Linked DNA regions of Gossypium arboreum: region 2 is linked to region 1. A link is a contact called in public Hi-C data. All regions are on one chromosome and are shown on one strand. Each heading gives the region's core, a stretch centred on a gene start, on an enhancer-like site or on the middle of the called end of the contact. The rest is flanking DNA. Distances are from core to core; before and after follow the strand shown. Region 1 holds the start of LOC108473467 (splicing factor SF3a60 homolog). Region 2 holds the start of LOC108473839.

Evidence for each region. Hi-C and Micro-C count contacts between places; a contact is called where the count stands out from the background.
Region 2: a Hi-C map of leaf shows a contact between it and region 1, with 2.7 times the contacts expected there. The contact joins the promoter of LOC108473839 here to the promoter of LOC108473467 in region 1. A contact is called at or near these places in 2 of 5 Hi-C or Micro-C datasets (both in leaf).

The regions. Positions count from the first base shown.
Region 1 is chr11:101,306,606-101,311,530 of ASM2569848v2, reverse strand. LOC108473467 (splicing factor SF3a60 homolog) reads right to left here and starts at 3,013. Exons shown (of 12, transcript XM_017775035.2): 1 at 1,800-3,013; 2 at 1,598-1,711; 3 at 1,304-1,408; 4 at 1,038-1,180; 5 at 811-907; 6 at 431-595. The coding sequence starts at 1,973.
Region 2 is chr11:101,490,517-101,495,441 of ASM2569848v2, reverse strand. LOC108473839 reads right to left here and starts at 1,905. Exons shown (of 12, transcript XM_017775622.2): 1 at 1,575-1,905; 2 at 738-1,497; 3 at 582-649; 4 at 113-195. The coding sequence starts at 1,485.

The DNA of each region.
Region 1 (4,925 bases), core at 1,764-4,263:
AGAAGAGAACTACTCTGAGGTTACAAATGAATTCCAAATCTAAATTTTCAAATTTATGTTTCCAAACATAGCATAAATGAACACAATCACAGCATAAGAATTTATAGCCAGAACCGCATAATATTTTTTTTTTATAGCCAGAACCACATAATATTTTTCTTTATAGCCAGAACCACATAATATTTTTCATTCTCAAAATAATTAATTAATTTGAAAGTAACCATCAAGATAAGATGTTTACAGTGGCAAAATCAGATAATACAATAGCAACATGTTTCTTCATTTTTCACTCTTTACTACAACTTGGTCATGCATTTGCCTAAAAGAAATGGAAAACTCACATTTCTAAGCACTGAACTGAAGAGATTGGAGTCACTACAACAAAAAGTGTCTAGCAATGATGAACATAATCAAAGAGGACCAAAATTACCTCCTTTAACTTTTCTGGACCCACTTCCATAAGCTCTTCAACTGTACTGTAATAATCAAGATCAATCATGGTATGTTGCGCAGGATCATCTTCATTTTCTTGACCTTGCTTTTCCCATCCTTGTACCTGGCCATTAGCCCACTGCTCCTCAAACTCAGCCTCAACCTATCACAAAACACCATAAATGTATTTCAATTTATCAGAACCATTTTATTTATAGCTCACGTAAGACTCATCACTCATGTCAATTCTTTTTCTAAAAAATCAATAACCCCATGTTACAAAATAGGTTCGAGTTTAGCATCATAGCATCCTAGTGTTTAAGAATCTATTTTTGGATAAAGATATTCAATTAACTTTTGATGTAAATAATATGAAACCTTGGAAAAGATTCTGTCAAGATCTTGCAGTGGTTCAGTCCTCTGAAAGAAGTAAATAAGATACTCCAGCAAATTTTCCATGTACTCCCTGTATTGCCTATAGATAACAATATTTGTAAATACAGTATAAGAAGCATGCCAAATAAGTAGAACCGCAGAAAGAAATTAAGCTGTGGTAAAGCACCTAAAGAAAAGCAAGATTAAAAATAGAATTGAGCATATTTTACCGTGTTGACTTCAATTTCCAAGGGATATTGTGCGGCTGTGAAAAGACGTCGAGGTAAGCTGAGTATTCAATTTTGGATCCAAATTTAGAATTAATGTACTGATTGAACAATTCGTGCAGGTCCAGGTACCGACCAAAGGCTTCCTGAAATGAATAGCTAACAAATAACACCAGATGGCAGAAAGAAAATACCACATAAAATAGGAAATTACAGCAACAAAAGGTGCTTAATTGTATGCAAGTGTTGGGGAGGGGGTGAGAAGAGACCTCGCCACTGAACTCAATAACTGGTTCTTCCTTGAGTAAAGCCTCATCATCTTCATTAGCATTGACAAGTCGAGCAGCCGGGTGCTTTCTATGGTACTCACGAATCTGCATTTGAGTAACAATTACTTCACTAAACATCAATTTTGGATTAAATTTCTCCTCCTTTGCTAAAACAAAAACTTTGAAAATCAAAATCACTCAGATTTATTCATGCTTCTAAGAAAAAAGCAGGATTAGTACAAAATTCCAGGTTAGCATTTTTGTCTCCAGGTTAAAAACAAAGTAAACAGTTACCTCCTTCAATCTATCATAAAATGCACTAAAGACATTAATTCCAGTAGCCGTTTGACCTCCAAGAGCAGCAATTTCATCTTTCCTAGCATTGTCTTTATCTTCGTATATCTCAATCTGAAGCCGTTCAAAAATAAATACAAAAATAAACACAAAATAAAGATATAGCAGTAACTCAATTTCACATAGGATAGGGAAGTATTACTAGCTTCTCAGTGGTGGAGATGATGGTGTCAATATTATTGCGGACGCGGTGGCTCTGATACAATCTATCTTTGGCAGTAGGCGGATCATTTTGCAGGTCCTTCACTATAAGCCGCTCAAGCTGTTCCACATCTTCATGAGCAGCCCGAGTCACCTCGAGTAGAGTCGACGACATCTCGGCTTCCGGTTGGCTTAGCTGATTCAACCAGTCTAGGGTTTGTTTATCTCAGCCAATAATTAAAACAGCACCTGAAAAAGGCATAAAGGAGGTTAGTAAGAGAGAGAGAGTACAAGGAAACAAAGCTGCGCCAACCCAACAACTCTCTCCTCTCGGCTCCCACCATCCCTACTCCCTCTCTGACTATCATCCTTAGCCCCATTGCGGCCACCAAATGGCCCTCTCTTAAACCCCTACTAACCAAGCCTTATCGAGTCCACCAGTAAACACCATCCTTCACAACCATAGTCTCACACGAAACATGTGCTCTATTGACCCCAAACTCCAGCCATTAACCCAACAACCTTCACTCACTGTTCAACATGCATCACCTAAACTACTATTAGCACCATCCCTAAACCCTGAATAACCCAGCAAACCCCCACTCAAGCCTGTCACAACCATATCACCGCACACGTACACTATCACCATTTCTAATCCCTACCACACTACCTCCTAACCGATCCCCTAAATCAACACCCATAACCAAACCAAAAGTCAGCAAACAAAGAAAGAAAGAAACCGGAGAAGCAATTAAAAGGAGGAGCCATCCCTTACAGATCTTTGAAACCAAAGCACTAGTCAAAATCCGGATAGTGGGGAAGCCATCAAAGTCGAGGACAAGCCGCGAGTCAAAACCGGTGGCTGATTGGACGGCAGGCGAAGGCGGTGTTCGGTGACGGAGCAAGGTATTATAGAGTTATTCTAGTTTGCTTTGTCTGTGGTGAGAACTGTTTTTAGTGATTTTCTTTGTATATTTAGAAAATAGAGAATGAATGGCTTAGTTTGAGTTTGAGAAAGGCTTGAATGGTACCGATTACGGTGTTAAACAGCGGCGGCGGATTTCTTTAAGGGTTTGGATGCGATTTCTTGCGCGTGGAAGGAGAGAGGTTCTGGTAAGTGAAATGATTCATGGGAAAGTGAAAATATTTAAATGGGTAAAACTACCGTGGAGACCCTAATTTTACTAGGGGCTGATATGATGGTACAAGAAGAGAAAGACAAAAAAATACAATTTTTTTTAAAATATTTAAAATAAATACAATTTTTATGATTATTTAAAATATATATATATAAAAATAGTTACTTAAATGATGTATTTTTTCGTACCTGAAACGTTTTTTTTAAATAGGTATTTAAAGTTCTAGATATTAACGGTTAATTTTATTAAAAAATTCAAACCAATCAAATTATGATAAGTTTAAGTATGAGATAAAAATATTTACAATTTTAATTAAACATTTCACATGTCATAATTTGATTGGTTTGAATTCTTTATTTACTAAGAGTTGACTGTTGGTACCTAAAATGGTAACTAAATAAAACTTTAGGAATTTACTTAAAAAAAAACTTTATACCTAAAGTGGTAACAGATTAAAAATATCATGTGTCACAATTTGATTGGTTTGAATTTTGTTTTTAAAGAGAGTTAACAATTGATTCCTAAAGTGATAACAGAATAAAAGTTCATGTACCTACTTTAATAAAAAAAAGTTAGGTGCTTAAATAGGAAAAGTTACATAATTTAAGTACCTAAAGTGGTAACAAATTAAAATCATCATGTATCATAATCTGATTAGTTTAAATTTCTTTTAACAAGAGTTAATAGTTTATACCTAAAGTGATAATAGAATAAAACTTTAGGGACCTACTTTGATTTAAAAAAACTTTCAACACCTAAATAAGAAAAGTTGCATGGTTAAGTACTTACTTTGATATTTAAGTATCTCGACATTTGAACTTGGACAAGGATAGTCATATTTATCCTAAACATGAATTTTCAAGTAATTATAAAAAATAAAGAAAATTATTTTAAATTTAGTAAGAATTATGAGAATTATAAAAGGGTTAATATATACAAGGGTATCTTAATTTCATAAGTTATGTTAAATTAAGCTTTTATTTGATGATATGTTTTAATATAACAAATTAAAGTGTAAAGTTAAAGTTGAATAAAATTGACAAAATGATTTCTCAAATGAAGTCTAAGAGATAAAATTTTGAATCTTTACCTTAAAACTCTTAGGAAATTTTTGGATCAACCTTAAAATCAAGTTAAAAAGTATCAGTACTTTTTGGCCAAGTATCGATAGTTTTCAAAATATCAACACCTCATTTAAATATGGTACCAAATTGGCATTATGTTTTTCACAAATTCAGCTAACTATCAATTCGCTATCGATACCTTTCATATGATATAGATAAAATTTGTCTAGTACCGATATTTCAGCTCCAATAGTCACTGAATTTTGCATTTAATGCAAAATTTATCAATACCATTTTAACTGGTATCAATACTCACTGTTGTAACTGAATTAAATGCATTGGTTTTCACATCCCCAATGGCTTTATTCATATCTCCAACAACCACAACAGTTGAAAATCAATTAGGGGTATAAATACTAGCTTCTAAAGATCCTACAACAACAAGAAAGTATATTCAAGTAAAAAGATCAATCAAACAACCGTTGTGCCAAATATTTCCATACTTTTCTTTCATACACTTGTGATCTTTATTTTTATTCCATTTGCTCAAGTGTTCTTCATTGTAATTGAATTTAATTTGCATACACATTGATCTAGTAAGGATTATTTCTTTGTTTGCTTCTTTTTTTATCTTTGAGAGAGTTTGTATCTTAAGGTTTGAGTAGAAACCTTAAGTCAGTTTGTAAGGTTAAACCTTCTCCTCAAAGGTTATCAAATTAGTGAATTTGAGAAACTCCTTAGTAGTGGAAAGCTAAGGTAGTGGAGTAGGCAATTGGGACCGAACCACTCTAAATTCTTGTGTCAAAATTTTCTATCCTTTCTCTCTAGCTTTCACAAAGATTTTAAAAGTTAATTCACCCCCTCTTGGAAATTTCGGTTTGATTATTTGATCTAACAATTGATATTAAAGATAGTCTCTTTTAG
Region 2 (4,925 bases), core at 656-3,155, 190 kb before region 1:
GAGGAAGGAGACCTTTTAGGAGAAAAAAAAAAAAAAAAAAAAAAAGAAAGGACTTTTTTTACTTATAATGGAGAATTATACAAATAAAGAGATAGGCAAGATTGCTCTTAACTGTTCATTGCCACGTGGACCATTGTAACAAGATGCCAAGACCTCCTCACTGATAATCTGGGAGCTAACACTGCGACTAACAGACTGTCAAAGAGTAAAATTATATAGTTAACATTATACCTTTTAATTTCCAAATGTAAAAGCAGAGGATACTGCATAGGCAACCGCATGCTAATTTCTTTGAAAACCTATCACAAGAATGGAAGTTGTTTTGGTATTATATTAACTTCCTAAAATTAACCAACAAACTCGTAAATGCAGTTTCAGTAAAACCACAGCCCCTGTATTAACCTAGTTGGAAACAACTGTACCAGTTTTATGCACTTATGCTAGAAAAGATTAATATAACAACCAATTATATTTACTCAGAGTGAGAGTGCATATATAGCTTAAATCAATTGCAGTAAGATTCAGAAGGCTTGATATGAAGTCTATTGAAACAAAAAGCTATAGACAGCATAGCAGCATACACGAAAAATTGTGGCCATTTCTCCTGTAATTGATTCCACGTTAGATTCAGAAAGCCTATTAAGAAGACCTGGAACATAGAGAAAAATAAGTGGCATGTCAAATTCCAAAAACGAGAAGTGAACTTACTAAAGTTCATTAAAAGTGAATATCCATACCTCGTACACGTCTGCGCATTCGAGTCTGCTCCTCTGATTCATTCTTTGTCTGGGATCTCAAGTGAGGAGCAACATATTTCCCGCTGCTCTCCATTCCAAGAGCCTTAGTTGAAATTTCACCTGACGCTACCTCTGCATTGTGGCATTCAGAATGCGGGGTAACAGAAAGGGCAGTTTCACCCACAATGTCACTTTCTTGTCCTTGCAGCAAAGACTTCCTCTTCTTACGCCTCTTTTGTGAAGGTGCCTTCACAGGAATTTCTTCCACTGTTGTCTCTGAATACTCCTCCCCTTCGGAAGCTTCATTAGTTGAGTCATCTCCAATATCATCTTTGATAGCCTGCTGCACTGACTTTTTCTTTTTTCGTTTCTTACTTAAAGAATGGTTCACAGCTTCCTCATCAGAAAATCCTTCAAATAAAATATTAAGCCCATCATCATCTCCCCTTAATTTACCACCCTTCACCTTGAGTTTCTTAGCAAGTTTCTTCTCCAATTCCAAGTCCTCTTGTGCAAGCATGTCCGAATTTGGCATCTCCATTTCAAGATACTCCTCGAACTTGGTTTTCGATGTTCTTTTCAAATCCTTCTTCGCTTTAGCTATCTTAGATTCATTAGCATCATGATCTTCCTCAGACTTCAATTCACTAACTCGTTGAACAATATCATTTTCTTTAACAAGCTGCATTCGTGAATTCTTTATTTTGTTCCCCTTTTTCGACTTTAAATTACCTGCTTTTCTCTTCATCCTCAGTGATTTCTGTAATCATAGAATTAACATCATATAACAGAGAGTGACCTTAGTTGTCCTACAATTTTTTTCCTAATTGTTCTCACCTTCGTTACCAGGACTCGGCAATCTGGGGTACAGGACCTGTGTCGACACTACCCGACACGGATTCCGACACAGGATACGGGTCAGATCCAGCATAAACTAGCGGACACGGCGGTGAATGCAAACTGAGATGAGAAGAGAAGAAAACAAAACTGATTTACGGAGACGAGACAGAGAAGAGGGACGATGGTAGGAGGAAGATGATAGAAGAAAGAGGAAAGACGGTTCAAAATAAATGAACAAAAATGTAGGGTTACTAAACGCTGTACTCTGGTGGCAAAAAAAAACCTTGTACCCTATATTATATTTAGGTTAAACTACAAAAATAATCCTATATCTTTGTTTAAGTTTACGTCTTGGTCATCAATGTTTCAATTCTAACAAGTAGGTCACAGGCGTTATCAATTAATAACAATTTGGTCACTTTCCATTAGCAGCCATTAAGTGTTGGACAAATACATAGCTGGCCCATCAAATGGTGACGTTGTTATTATCACATAATTTAAATATATATTTTTAAATTTTTTTCTTATTATTTTTCTTCCTTTTATAACTCTATCCACCATTGTCGAGAGCTTCTATCAAAGGCCACCAAAATGAAGATCTTCATTCTTCAAAAATCTTCATCCTCATCAAAGTTCATTTAAAAAACACAGTTCTTGTTATTTAAGCAGCCTGAAGGTTAATTACTGAAGACTTGTCAGTATCCAGTTTTGAGATATCAATTACTTCACTTGAATCAAGTTCATGTCGAACTGGTTGCAATAACAATCAACAAAACACATATATCAATAGAATTGAAAGCATTGTAATTTTGAAATTATTATTACCATGGGTGTAAGACTTGAAATTTACAATTATTAGAAAAGTGCATTTTCGAGTCATTGTTCTAGTAAAACGGGTTCATAAATATTTATTAAAAATATTTACGAAGTTAATTGTGAGGTTAATTAGGTTTTGGCTAGGCAAATTAGCTTGAATTAAGGTTAATTTAGTGTAAGGATTAAATTGAATAAAGCGTGAAAGTTTAATTGTAGAATAAAGAAAAGATGAGGGACTAAATTAGCAATTAAGCCATAAGTGCTAAGTGTGTGGTAAAAATAAAATACATATGTATTAAATAATATACATATACATTTGTAATAAATATATGTATTTACTTTTAATTTAAGAAATAATTATTAAGTTAATATAATATAATCTAATAAAACATAAATTAAATAAAGAAATAAAGAAACAAAGTTAGAAAAGAAATAGAATAGCCAAACCAAAAACAGGGAGAAGAAAGAAAAGAAAGAAAGAAATGGGAAATAGAGGTTTCAAGGTTTAAAGCTTAATAGCTAACGTTGAACCGGAAACATTGGCTAAAAAGGGAAAAGAGAAAGTCAACAACGAGTGACTCAAAAAAATACGGTTTGTATTTCTATAATCCGAATTTAATTATTAATTGTTGAATTTTGATTATATGTGTATGAAAAGATATTAAGGTAAGTATTAGTGTTTTGATATTGAATTGAATGTATGTGAATTTGTGATTAATATGAATTTGAATATTGGATAATTGTGGTGTTGAATTGAATAAAATGGAATTGAATTGAGTATTATTTGTTATTATATTGATACTGAATTGAGACTACGATGATTTGTGACTATTGTGAAATTGATATTGAAATGTATAATTACTATGAATTGAGAAATGAATTGAATACCCTATTAACTATATTGGGTTGAGTCAGATATAGTTGGCATACCATAGGATTAGAAGTGTTCAGGGATACTTCGACCTCGAGTCGATGAGGCACTATATCTGTCGTAATATTGCTTCGGATAATTCCAATGAGACACTATGTGTCGTATTATTGCTTCAGATTAAATCCGATGAGGTACTAGGTATCGATTCACTTCGGCATGGCCAATGAGGCACTGAGTGCCGTACTGGTGTGTTTTGGTTGGATCCGCGTATCCGTCCAAGTCCAAGTCATGTTAATAGGGATGTACAAATGTATTGAAGAATTGATTATTATTGAATGGTATTGAATGATATTGAATTGGATTGGAATGAAAAAGGAAATGAAATATGCAATTGAAATGCATTGCATGAATCATGGATTCATGAAAAGGATATTAATATTGAAATTGAATTGAGTATCTTATTATGAAAAGTTATTGAATAGCAATTATGATATTGATATAGAAGAGATGATAATTGAAAGTTTTATGAATGATATGTATAAGAAATTGATTAATTGTTTGAATGATTATGTTTGTGTGAATATATATATATAAATAATATAAATTTTTGCTTAATACGTATTCGAATTATAGAAATACCACTGAGTTTATACTCAACGTACGATTTGTTTCCGTGAGCAGGTTAGGTAAAGTCAGATCTTTGAATCAGCATCCAGAGCCGATCCCGAACTCAAAGTGGTGATGTACATTTCTTTTTGGTAAATGGCATGTATCTAGGATGTTATACTTGTCATTTTGGATAATGTTTGTAAATGAAGTATAAGTTAATATTGGTACTTATATAAATATGTTTTGGGTTATAGCTATTAAATGATATTGTAACACCCCAAACCCGAGACCATCGCCGGTGTCGGACCCGAGGGTTAACAAACCAAGTTCACATGTTTTTGCCCACCAATTTGACATTTCCAGTCAGGCTGGAAAACTGCGTCACTGTCGCCTTAAAATCATATCTCGAGTTTCAAAACTCGGAAACTGGTTTCGTAAATTTTCCTGAATTTAGACTCATATATACATCCATGGATTTATTTCTAGGATTTTGGTCGGGCCAATTGGTACAGTTTATTAGTTAAAGTTACCCAAGTTACAGGGATCGACTGCTCTGACCTTCGCGCGGTATAACTTGAATATCTCTCTGCACAGGGCTTTAATGCTGGTGTCGTTTGTTTCTAATGAAACTAGACTCAAAATTGAATCTGTACATATAAGGTATATCTCCTAATTCTTTTGGATAATTTATAGTGAATTTTTAAAGTTGCGACAGGGAACCCAGAAACCATTCTGGCCCTGTCTCACAATAGCTTTAATATCTCTTAACCTGTAACTCCTATGACCGTTTCGTTTCTTCCATATGAAAATAGACTCATCAAGGTTCATTTACATAGCTTATTCACTATTTGATTCCATTCCTATGAATTATGGTGATTTTTCACATTCACGCCACTGCAGCTGGCAGCATCTGTTTTAAGGTAGGACTTACCTATTTGGTAGTCTCCATGATTCAACTAATCTTGCCATACATAGGTTCATATATGATCATTTTAACCATGCCAATGGCTGATCATATGACCAACATTCCCATTTCCAAACCATAGCCACAT